Linked DNA regions of Mus musculus: region 1 is linked to region 2. The links are chromatin contacts, called in public Hi-C maps. All regions are on one chromosome and are shown on one strand. The core of a region is the stretch at or near the end of the contact, and the rest is flanking DNA. Distances in the headings are between cores, read along the strand shown. Region 1 overlaps Gm29461 (predicted gene 29461). Region 2 overlaps Pam (peptidylglycine alpha-amidating monooxygenase).

The links. Hi-C and Micro-C count contacts between places; a contact is called where the count stands out from the background.
Region 1: a contact with region 2 is called in a Hi-C map of cortical neurons, with 2.4 times the contacts expected there. The contact joins two enhancer-like sites. A contact is called at or near these places in 9 of 484 Hi-C or Micro-C datasets (the C2C12 cell line, bone marrow-derived macrophages, cerebellar granule neurons and 6 more), 5 of 115 datasets of contacts at active chromatin or transcription factors (VIP interneurons, astrocytes, bone marrow-derived dendritic cells and 2 more) and 1 of 9 other capture datasets (adipose tissue).

Annotation. Positions count from the first base shown.
Region 1 is chr1:98,189,444-98,195,510 of GRCm38.p6, forward strand. Gm29461 (predicted gene 29461) reads left to right here. Exons shown (of 4, transcript NR_151613.1): 4 at 1-1,255. Among named protein-coding and RNA genes, the nearest start is that of Gm29461, 19 kb to the left of the region's middle. Within about 2 kb of position 1,523, at least 82 of the 459 cell types and tissues checked have an H3K27ac peak or open chromatin away from gene starts, as enhancers often do. A contact at or near this core is called in VIP interneurons and cortical neurons, where this site is marked.
Region 2 is chr1:97,959,938-97,965,795 of GRCm38.p6, forward strand. All of the region lies in intron 3 of Pam (peptidylglycine alpha-amidating monooxygenase), which reads right to left. Among named protein-coding and RNA genes, the nearest start is that of Gm31771, 52 kb to the left of the region's middle. Within about 2 kb of position 3,959, at least 26 of the 459 cell types and tissues checked have an H3K27ac peak or open chromatin away from gene starts, as enhancers often do. A contact at or near this core is called in VIP interneurons and cortical neurons, where this site is marked.

The sequences.
Region 1 (6,067 bases), core at 273-2,772, 230 kb after region 2:
TAGGATTGCTGTGGCACCAGCCTCTGGGACTGAGTGCTGGGTTGTGGGCTTCTGGTGTGAGACCATGAGTGTGGGATTCACTCCAATTGCAGGTGTACCAGCCTTCAGTACTGAGTCACTGTGGGCTTCTCTGCTTCTAAGCTGATTTAAGGCATTCTTTTTACTATTCAGCTATAGGTTCTGCTGCTCTGGAGAACACTGACCTACTCAAACACTAATGACTTTAACATGTTAACATTTTTATTTGTTTATAAGAGGAACATGTGTGTGTTCACTACACCCCAAGGTTTTGAAAAAAAACTTGTCATACTGTGTATAGCCGTGTGATGAGATATTTTTGAGAAGGGAGGACTAGAGAAAGGTTTCACTTTGTTGCATAGGCTGGCCTTGAACTTGGGGTTATCCTTCTGCTACAACTTTTCAAGTACTAGGCTTAAAGGCAGAATCCACAAAACTCAGCATAAAGAAGATCCAGAGAAGATAGTCTATTCTGATGAAATGTAAGGGTGCCTTAAAGATGATGATTCATGACTTTAGAATAGCCATAAATCTTTGAGGAATGAGCAAACCAAAATTAGGAACATATGTCCCCTCTGCTCTTGGAATGGCACTTCCACGAGAGTCACCAGGAGTTAAATGGAATGATGACAAGCCACATATGGCACCAGATCTGTGCTAGATTAATAACAGTATGAGAACACAGTTAAACAGTGATAATCCCCTTGTTATCCAGTGTCTTTTCCCTTTCCAACAACCTCACAGTACATCGTTAAACACGCAAAAGACACTTGTTAATGGGGACAGCTGACACGCGAGGAGAAGCCATGTGGCCTATCTTTTGAAACAAGCTGAAGAGGCTGATTCTTCATTCACAGGACTGCAGAGGAGTCATTTGGAGATCAAAAAATGAGGCTAACCCTGACTAGCTTGAGGCGCTCCATCTGGCTCTGCCCCATGCTGTTGCCATAGCCACCCATCTCCTAGCAACAATGAATAGCATTTTCATGTCTCTACAGTGACAAAGCATGAGAGTGAAAAACATAAGTATGGCCACAATACACTAATAATCTTAGAGGTTATCTCATAAATTAAGTTCAATCTGAGGATCTGCATGAATATTTGATTTGGTGATTGTATTTTTCCTATGGTAGTCTTTTGTCTTGGTTTAAAATAAAGCAGCCTGACAGCCTGCTATTAAATATAAGATGACAAATACCATTACAAAGGGCACAATAAAGCTAAACTTTATTTTAAATCACACAGAAAAACAATCATCTTTTTAAATAACTGCCCATCAACATCTAGAACTCCGGGGACAAATGCCAGGGTGGGAAAACTCAGCCTTGGACTTAGAAGGAATATTCTGTCTTGACACATCCAGGCTCAGACAAGCCACCAGGAGCCTTTGCATCGAGCAAGGAGTCTCAGCTGAGGTAACTAATCAAAAACAGTAAAGAAGCTGAATAAAGAGAGAAGGAAAGGCCGTCTGCATCATGCTTGTCCTTGTGACAAAGTGAAAACCCGCATGACTCATCTAAGAGGATGCGGAGCTGTTTATTTCTAAAGGTTTGTGCCATACTTGAAGCATGCTTTATTTGAATATTCTGCCAGGAGAATTCCATTGGGATGGCGCCCATTGTTTCTTTTTTAATGAATAGTAACTCTCAACCAGAGAATGCTTTTACCAACCCTCTGGTCCCCACCTGAGAATGCAGAATTTTAGACAGCCACAGAGATGGAGATAGTGAAGTTTGAGGAAATTCTCATTTAAAAACATTTTTTTTTTCACCGTTTTTGTCAGCTACAGCTCATGACCCATCTCTTGTTTAGAAATAAGAATCTGTCACAGTTTGAATATTGCTTTCGTGATTTTTTTTTTTTTTCTATGAGAGCCTGGGCATTTGGTAAATGTCAGTGAAAGATGCAGGCAGTGAGAAGCCGCTTTAGGAATCCTACTGAGAGATTTCTCTGGAGGGGAAACAGCATCTAAACAATGAGGTCTGCAGAGTGGAATAAACAATCCAACACTTCTGCAGGCCATTATCATGTGTTTACACATTGCATGCGGAGTTGAGTTTAGCTGTGCTAACAGCTTTGTGAGAAGAAAATCCCCCCAAAATTAAATAATCAAAAGAGATAGGTGAATGCTGATTTTATGAAATAAACAGTGATTGAGGAGAGAAGAAAAACCAGCAGGACTCAGCAGGAAGCAAATTAATTCTTGCTGGAGATTTACTCTTCTCAAGAACTTAAATTGCCCATTTCCTAATCAGTACAGTTCTTGTATGTTGTTTCTTTTTCAGTCTTCCTAAATTTATTTCATGTTAGTGCTCTTTAATTTTTCACTCTATTGTTTTCTAAATTATAGTGTGAAACTCCAGTTCCTTGAGAGCCTCTGTGAAGTTCTGATCTCAGTTATTTACCATGCCTCTAATTTGATAACAGTAAAATTATTTTCCAATGATTACATTTATCTGTTTCATTTGCCCCTGCTTCAGAGAATGATGTAAGAGGAATACCTAATGTGCTTTCTTTTTTTCCCTGTGTCATTGGAATGATCCGTGACCCAGGCAATCCCATGTATTCATAATACTACTGTGTAAAAACTGAAGCAAAACTGTCTTAGTGTCCTTCCATGGGGAATGGCTGCTCAGTTACTGGCTCTTTCCATGTGCTCATGCTGTCGCAAGCAGGAAAAAGCACAAAATGTTGTTCTCCCAGCTAATTCTGCACACAGAGAAAGATGTCAACACACATTAAAACTGCAACCACATTTGAGAAGGCTCGCAGAACTCTGCAAATGCCATCGTTGTTTGCAGAGCTCGAGCTGCAGAGATGTCGTATGCTTTTCAATCTGCTTTTTACTCTTCTGCCGTCTTAAAATAAACCGTGTAATTCTGGCTCTTGGCTTTTGGATGTGAGTTATGCCATCAATCTGTTGTGATTCATTCACTACGTTATTTTAGGTCTGAATAGTTTGTCCTTTCTATAATAATCACTGTAGTGTTGCTTTTGCCTAGAGGAAGCTATGGTGTCTTTGGGACAAGCAGACAAGCAGAAAAGTGAGTGCAACAATGTGGTGTAAGCACTGGACATAAAAGCTTCCCTCCCACAGGTCTGTTGGCAGGTGGGAAAGTCTGAGTGGCACCTATATATTAACTCTGATACCAAATGATGAGTCCAGCCCTCCAAGTATGAGGAACTCCAAGTACTGAGTTCAGCACTCAGCTGAGTAGTGCCCTGTACTCTAGAAGAGATGTGTGAAATTCATCTTTGAGCCGATTAGCACATTCTACCAGTCTCCCTCTGCAAAGTCTATCTGCATTAAGGATCTTGAAGAAAGGGGAGAGTGTGACACATCTTTCAAGCATTAATCACCACTTCTTGTAACTATCAGAAGACAAAAGGGCTCTGCTGAATATCGAGAGAGCTGAATTAGTGCCAACTGTACAAATTACCAAAGGCGATGGAGAGAAGCCTTTGGCTTTTAATGGAAATTGAATCTTTTACAGCTAGCATGTTTTGAAGATGTCTTAATAATGGAAAAGATCAGAGGCATTCTTACAGGATGAGATGACGGTGACACAAAAGCCCTGAGACAGAATGAACATGACAGGACATTAGTCTTTGCAATGTCAGATCTTGCTGCTCCCAAGATCACCTGGCATTGAATTTGAAAAAGGTCAAATAGAGTAAAACAGTTTCAAAATAAGAATGGAGCCAGATCCTTTCAGGGTTGGATACAGGGCTGGTGAGATAACCATATCTGGCGTCTATAGTACATTATGAAATCCTATTCAGATTAGGATGTAATAGGGGAAGGACAGAATGTGTCTCAACATCTAACACGTATCTTTAATAAATATAGTATGGGAACTCCCATTTTTCTTTGTTTAATACATAATTAATTTATTTGTTTCTCTTCTCTATAATTGTCTAAAGTAGAGGTTTCAAGTAGGCACAAGTCTTGTATCTAAGTGGGATTAAGACATTGGGCCACTCTGTCTTGTTCTACCATCAGAAAGGACACCAAAGCTTTATTATTATTATTAATTATTATTATTATTATAAAGGTAACAGAGAATAGGCAGCTACTTCTTAGTGTAAGTAGCCCTACAATAACTTAATACTATACAAAGTAGGACATGCAGCTAGCTATCTAGAAAATGTGTTTTTGAATATTTGGACAGGGCAACAAATTATTAATTAGTCAATTCTAGAAATTAGAACCCTAGTCTTTTAAAGAGAGGCAAGAGACTCTCTTAAAAAGACTGTAAGATTCATTTTTTTTCATAATAGCTAGGAAATGGAAGCAGCCTAAATGTTCTCCAACTGATGAATGGATACTAAAAATGTGGCATGCATTTACTATTTAGCTATAAAAAAATGAAATCACAAAATAGGAAGGTAAATGGATGGAACTGGAAATGATCATATTGAATGAGGTAACCCAGACCTTGAAAGACAAATATCACATCTCATCTCTCATTTGGAGCTCAGAGTCTTTAAATAGGAATACTTACCTAGAGTAACTGAAGAAACCAGGAAAGTAAGAAGGGACCCTTGTGAATATGGGAGCAGGGGAGGGAAAGGTTGAATAGAGAGGGAGATAGTGGGGTTCAAATGATCTGAAATGGAAAATGGGAAAAATGGGGTGGCTCTAATTTGGAAATGGGGATGGAAATAAACACAGAAGAAGGAGGGTAAAATGACAGTGGGGAATGTGTAAAAAAGCCATAAATACTCATACTACTTATTACCTAAAACTACTTATAATACCTGAAATTCTGTTTATAAATATACATATACAGTATAAATGAAAACTTCATATCTGGACTTATAGTGCTACCCCAGGATCCAGAGACCATCTAATAAAACCCCAGATATCAAGCATGAGAAGTTGTGTTTTGAGGTTTTTGGTTAGGGTTGATCTAGAGACTCCCAGAACAATGAAGGGTATTGCCATTGCCCTTGGTTGCTCTTACAGGTAGAAGGTAAATCCCTGTTGCTGGAAAAAAAGTACATCTCAGACACAGTTCCCAGAAGCCCCTGAGCTGAATGTGGCTTGAAAACCTTGCTGAGGACTAGCGTTCATGGAACCAGAAGATGTCATGCAAGCTTTCAAAATAGAGATACAATTAACAGTCCTTCCCAGCTATGATTCCTATGAATCACACAAATGACCTGCATAGCAAGATAACCTTAAGAGTGCAATAGTGGCACACATACTTTGGTGGTAACCAATAGCTTTTTAATTGTATGAATGTAAGACCCACTTAAGAAGAGAAAACTCATGCCTGGTATTGAAAACCTAACCAAATAGGTGAATTTATTGTCAAAGACCAGCTTTGACATCCAGGCGAATTACGATTGGATGTAGAGTCATTTGCGGGGTGGGGAGCAGGCAAGGGCAGCAAATGCTGATGGTTCCTGACAATTAACTCTCTCTTGCTATTCTAGGGCCAGAGGTAATGGTTTTTGGCAATTGACTCCTGCTAATAACAGCAGGGCATTAGAAAAAGAAGTATAACTTCTTAGGGCTCTTTACTCTTTAACTCAGAGCCCCCACCCCTGAGCTTATTAACTCTTCTTTAACCAGAGAGAAAGGAAAAGAAAGTCACACACACTCACACCCACACCCACCCACACTCACACACACACACGCACACACATGCGTGCACACACGCGCGCGCGCGCACACACACACACGCACACACATGCGTGCACACACACGCGCGCGCACACACACGCACGCACACGCACACACATGCGTGCACACACACGCGCGCACACACACACACACACGCACACGCACACAATGATGCAGAAAGGAGGTACAGTTAGCTTTATTTTGCTTTCAGCTTTCTATAGCTTTTTAGAGAAAAGTTCTCTGTTTAAGAAAAATTACCTCATAGATAAAAATGTTACACAGGAGGGAGTTACAGCAGGATGCTGATTATAACTTCAAAGTAGTGTTTCATTCTATAAGCTCATTAGTTCAAAGCAGTGGTTTTACACGATCTTGCTTTATCATAGTGTACACCTATAACCTCATCCTTGGACCTGA
Region 2 (5,858 bases), core at 2,709-5,208:
CCAAGACCAGCACAGGGGCAGCCTCTTCCACAAGGCCCCTTTCAAGAATAAAACAATCCCACTTCAGCTCCAGGAGAACTTCATTCAAACCTCCACGCCCAACACTAGACCAATCATCATAAGGAAAGTGCACAGAATACAAGTGTGTTTGTCAAATCCAGATTGAGTTGAGCCAAGGAAGGCAAATACTGGAACAGAAGCATGGTAAACAGGCCAGCCCAAAGGAGGAGTCTTTTATGGACAATCGAAAGGTCAGCTCAGCACATTTGTGAAATCAAAAGAAATCCTCCTAACTCTAATTTTAATCTTCAGACATCTGAGCTCATTTTAGTCCCTTGGCTTAGAATGTTGAGAATTTTTGGAAATCCTTTCCGTTGGGTCAAGGGAAACAGCAAGGTTAACGCAATATATTTCATCTAGGCTTTTCCAGTTGCAGCTCTTTATGAGTGAAGCAAGACAAACAAGGAAAGAATGAACAAAATGCCCATGCCAGGGTCGGTAAGCCCAGTGATCTTTAGCAGCAATATAAGAGACGGAGAGTCATTCGGTTCCAAATTAATGTAAGGCACTTGGCCTTCTAAAGAATGGGGCTTTTTGTTTCTAAAGAAGTGGACCAACATGAATAGAGTATTCACATTTAAAGATGGTGTCATACATTTAACTATAGTGATCAAGGGCAAAGCCATTCGGTTTGTTCTTACTGTCCGTGAGTAACATTTTCATTGTTCTGAGACTTCCATCCATAAAAGAAACACTAACCAATTTGCATCCTTTTCCTTGAACTTTTAACAGGAACTATAAAATCAAATATAAAAACATTCTTTGGATCGCTCTTTGATTTTCCTCTGCATGTAATAAACATCTCTATTTTAGCAACAGGCAGTTACATAAAAGCTCTTTCTGCCACTCTGTTTCCAGGGACTGGGCTGTGCTCTCAGGGATGAAGCCTTGGATAATTCTGTGTGCTCATGGACCACCTGGCAATGGAACTCTTGGCCGAATTAGCTTGCCGATTTTGTTATGAACATGACTAACTGCCTTTTATAAAGGGCTTACTGATCCAAAAATAGTTGCTGGGCATTGGATACTTTTTTCCTTTAAGTGTTTTATTTTGCTTTTTTTTTCTAAAGAGGTATCAAATCCAATTTATCTCACTGTAATTTCCCAACTTCAAAGACAGTATTAATAATTCAGAAGTAACAACTGTACAGATATTGTCCTGTAAACTATGATGCATTCATCACATAGCCAATGATAAATAAAGTACCCGTATATCCTGCAAATTCCCATATTCCTGATATGCTTATACATGTCATCAGCCCATCTGACATCATAAACATAAATATTTCATTTCACTTCAGTAGATATCCTCTTTTCCCTACAGCTTGGAAATTTGCTAATAATAATAATACCTAAATTTCATGTCACTCCTAGACAGAGGCCTTGTCACCTCACAGATTACAGAGTGTGAGGGACTAATGGAAGAATAGAAAAGGCTTCATTCACCGCCCTCACTTTGTGAGCAGACTCCTGCACTTGCAATGCACGCTGGGCTCACACATTTTCCAGACATGGTAAGCAGAACTCTTAGCGCAACCATTTTTGGATGAGAGCAGTCACATGTTACCCTTAATCTTTAAACAACTTAACCACATTTCTCTTAGGAATGGGAAGGTTCAAATCAATGGCGTAACTGAAGAGAATGTAACCAAGGAGTCAGGAGCAAAGATGTGGGCTAGGCTAGAGGAAATAGCTAAAGAATGTCAGAACATCCCAGAGGTTAATAAAGCAGCAAGCTATGCCTATCCAGTCCTATGACGTAAAAAGAGGAAAAACTGCCCAAACTAGAAACGGCATTGGTCATTGGACTCTTAAAGTCAATAAGGAAGCTGGGGAACAAGGCAGATCCTCAAGGACATGTCCACAAAGGTTGCTCCTTGGAACCTTACAGTAGGACAGGAAAGTCCATCTGGATATGCCAATGGACAATATCCAGCAGATGAAATACATCCCTGAGTTTGTATCTCTGCTCTGTGTTTGCTTTTAAAGAATTATAAAATCTAAACCTTGCAAACAAAAGGAAGCCATCTGGGTTTCTTTCGGCTTCTGTAGTCTCTGAAAAGAGGCCGAATTGGAATCCTAGAGGGGAAATTTTAGATAAAGAGCACAAGAGAAAGACTCTCGGAGCTGAATAATTAATTGGAACAAAACCATGTGATACAGAGACACTGATAGCTACTAATTGGCACCGATGTTCCAGGTCTGGAAAGTCTGAGAGTACAAGCTGCAAAGACTGAAGAGAGCTACATAAAAGGGCGTGGGAGGCGGGAGGACTCAGATTTCAGTAGAAGGTGTCTCCTCGTTTCGGTGAGAGAATTTTAATATGATCTAAATTTGAATTTAGATGTATGGGATGTCATGTTGGTTGTGGGGACTGAGGGAGGCAGGCATATGCGCCATGAGTCATGAACACGTTTCTGTAAGAAGACAACTTGGGTGAAACAAAGAGACACAGGGAAGGCCCAGTGAGAAAAGAGACAGACCAGAAGTTATTACCATCAATCTGAATAAAGACTTTAGCAATGAGGTGGCAGTGGAGACTCATCCCTTTTTTAAAACATATGCTCTATATGCCTGTCTGTTCCAGGGACATACATAGAGTCTCATATCGACACACACTGTACTAAAGCAATACCACAGTGAACAAAAGAAGATGCGTTTTCCTGGCCTAGTGTTGTAGGTAGATCTACTGGAGAAACAATGGCACTTAACAATGAGGTTTTCCTTCAGTTTTGAATGCTAGTCCCCTGAAGAAATAGAGAGTCCTGAGAAGAGATAACTCTTTTAAGAAGAGGACGTGGAGGGGAGTTGAAGGGCTTTCTCTCTGAGAAACTGATACCTAGGCTGATATCTGGAAGACCAGAATTAGACAGATAAACTAAGTTAATCAGGAGGGAAGGAGCCAGAGATAGTATATGCCTGGAGTCTCTGACTTTGGAGGCTGAGGCTAGGTCTGTCTCTTGAGCCCAGGAACTGGAAACTAGCTTGGGCAGCAATAAGACCATGTCTCAAAACAACAGTTGTTGAGCCGGACATAGTGGCATATGCCTTTAATCCCAGCACTTGGGAGACAGAGGCAAGTAGATTTCTGAGTTCAAGGCCAGCCTGGTCTACAAAGTGAGTTCCAGGACAGCCAGGGCTACACAGAGAAACCCTGTTTCGAAAAAACCAAAAAAAAAAAAAAGAAAAAAAAAGAAAAAACAAACAAACAAACAAAAGAATAGTTGTTTTCTTTTTTAAGTCAGATGGTGGTGTTGTGTTTGTGGTGTTGGCGGTGGTGGTCTGGCAAGCAAAAGCTCAGTAAGAATAGAGCATGGCCAAGAGTCTTGAGAATGAATACAGGAAGTACAGGAAATTAAATAGCAGGAAAGGGACAGCTTTCGTAAGGTTTCAAAGGAAGGCCTAAATTTAGTGTTTAAGGCCCTAAACAGCTTGATGTGGTTCCAACCATGGCAACCAAAGAGACAGGATGCACACTCAACCATAATCACCTTTGAAATTTAGTTGTGTAATCAATCTAGATTTGCTAATATACTTTGTGCCTTCACCAAAGAACACAGCCCACAAATAACCATTCTTTTGGTGTGTATGCAAACATGTAGAAGTGAGAAATCAAAGTGAGTAGCTGTCTTGCTTGGTCACTTTCTTCATTGCTTGAGACAGGGTCTGTCACTGAGCCAGGAGCTCATCAATCCAGCTAGACTGGAGGAGCAGTCTAATTTCCTTTGCCTCTGCCTTCCCAGTGTTGGGATTACAGGCATGGACTGTGGTGACTGGCTGTTCAACATGGGTGTTAGAGATAAAACTCAGTTCCTCACGTTCACAGGGCAAGCACTTCACAGACTGAGTCACCTGCTTCCTCAGCTCAGTACCTGAGCTTCCTTAACAAGTACCTAGTAATGCTAGTGATGTGTAGTGAGGATCAAGTGCTTTCCAAGGCACTGAGATGTAGTCCTATTGACTCAGACAATTGTGACTGGGCCTTGAGCCAGCTTCCTACATATACAAAGCAATATGTAAGCAGAGTCTTCTCAAGGACTGGCAAGAAGGAACAAGCTTCTTTTTAAATACAGATGGAGAGAGTAGTTTGTTCAGTCTGAGCATGCCCCGACAGAGTGTGCACTAAGAGGAATAATATACCATTGCTGCTTTCTTTCGGAGACCCGTTGTTTTACGTGTGAGAAGTTTAAAAGATGAAGAATTGACCCCCACACGTGACAGTGGTCTCTAAGAGAAGCATACATTATGGTCCACAGATGAGTTTGAGAGACTCGGATGGGTTCACAGGACAAGGGACTCAGATTTATAAATCAATGGAAGATGATCTCAACAGCAGAGGATGCAAGGAACACAAAGAGGTACCAAGGGTGTTCAGATGTTCTAAGACAAGTCCTTATAAGGGAAAAATGGTGGCACAGAGAAATGGCTCAAGAGCTAAGAACACTGTGCTGAGGGCATTTCATAACTCTCTGCAATTTTAGCTCTAATATCTTGAACCTTCTTCAGGCCTATATGGACACTAGATATACATGCATGTGCACATACATGCATGTAGACACTCATACACATAAAAGAAGGAATAGTTTCTTAAAAAAGAGAATAACAAATGCACTAAATATGTAGAAAATGGGGATTTGGTGATGAACTGGCAGGGCATGATCTAAAAGAGTAACAAATGGGCAATATGGCAGATTATATGCCATTTATGCCATGGTGGCAAACACATTTGGAGAAAAAGTTTTGACTAGGAAAGCTACATCAGAGAGTATTAAGACAAATATTTTGATTTGAAACCATAATAACATCATGATTAAAAGCACAGACTCTGGAGTCAACTGCAGTTCGAACAGCTTCCTCTACAATCGCTCCTCCAAATCAAAACAAGGTAGAGGTGACCCAGATTATTTGTTAGAGATGGATCTCGAAAGTCAGGTGAAAGACTCTACTGGGTAATTGTGTAATATAAATCTGGGAAAGGCCAACCACAGGAACAGAAAGACCAGTGGGCAGGTGAGTAAGGGACAGAAAGAGTACACAGAGGCACAGAGAGCTCTCAGGCCATAGGAATGTTCTTCATGATATCAATTACTCAGAGGCACACACTTCCAAATGCTTACCAAATTGCACACTTAAGGTTCACGAACTTTAGGTATATGCTAAATAAGCCAATAAAAGTCAGGAAAAATCACGCAAAAGTGCAAAATTAAGAAGCAGTTGAAATAAAAGCACTGAACTTAAGAATGCCACTTATACTTGAAGGGAATGGGAGTGGGCTTATAACTCATAATCCACATAATAAACACTGGCATGTGTGTGAGGTGCATGGTATTCATGACGTGGAAAGAATTCCTTTTCCTTTATTTAAATTTTACTTAATGGATCTTTAGCGACAGCAAGCACTATTTCAGGCTCAATAGATACAGCAATGAACAAGACCACAAGGCATTGCCATCAGTCTGGGTCAGGACTTTAGTAAGGTGGTGATAGTGGAAATTCACACATTCATACATCACATGTTCAGTGTTTGCCTATTGTCTTAAGGAAATGCTTTGAATTGGTGGACAAAACTGCATGCATTTACCGTGGAAAGCATGTTGTTTCAGCAGACCCCTAGATTTAGCTAATTGTCACACATACTGTTTCATTTGATTATCATTTTTATGATTAGACTATACATGGGAAATCTATACAGTGCATCTCAAGAAAGTCAGAGTGCACGTATCTCAGTGAAGAGATACGGTATCATCTGGCAGATGGCCCAGAGTGATATACAGGTAGACTTCTTTTTGCTTCTCCCA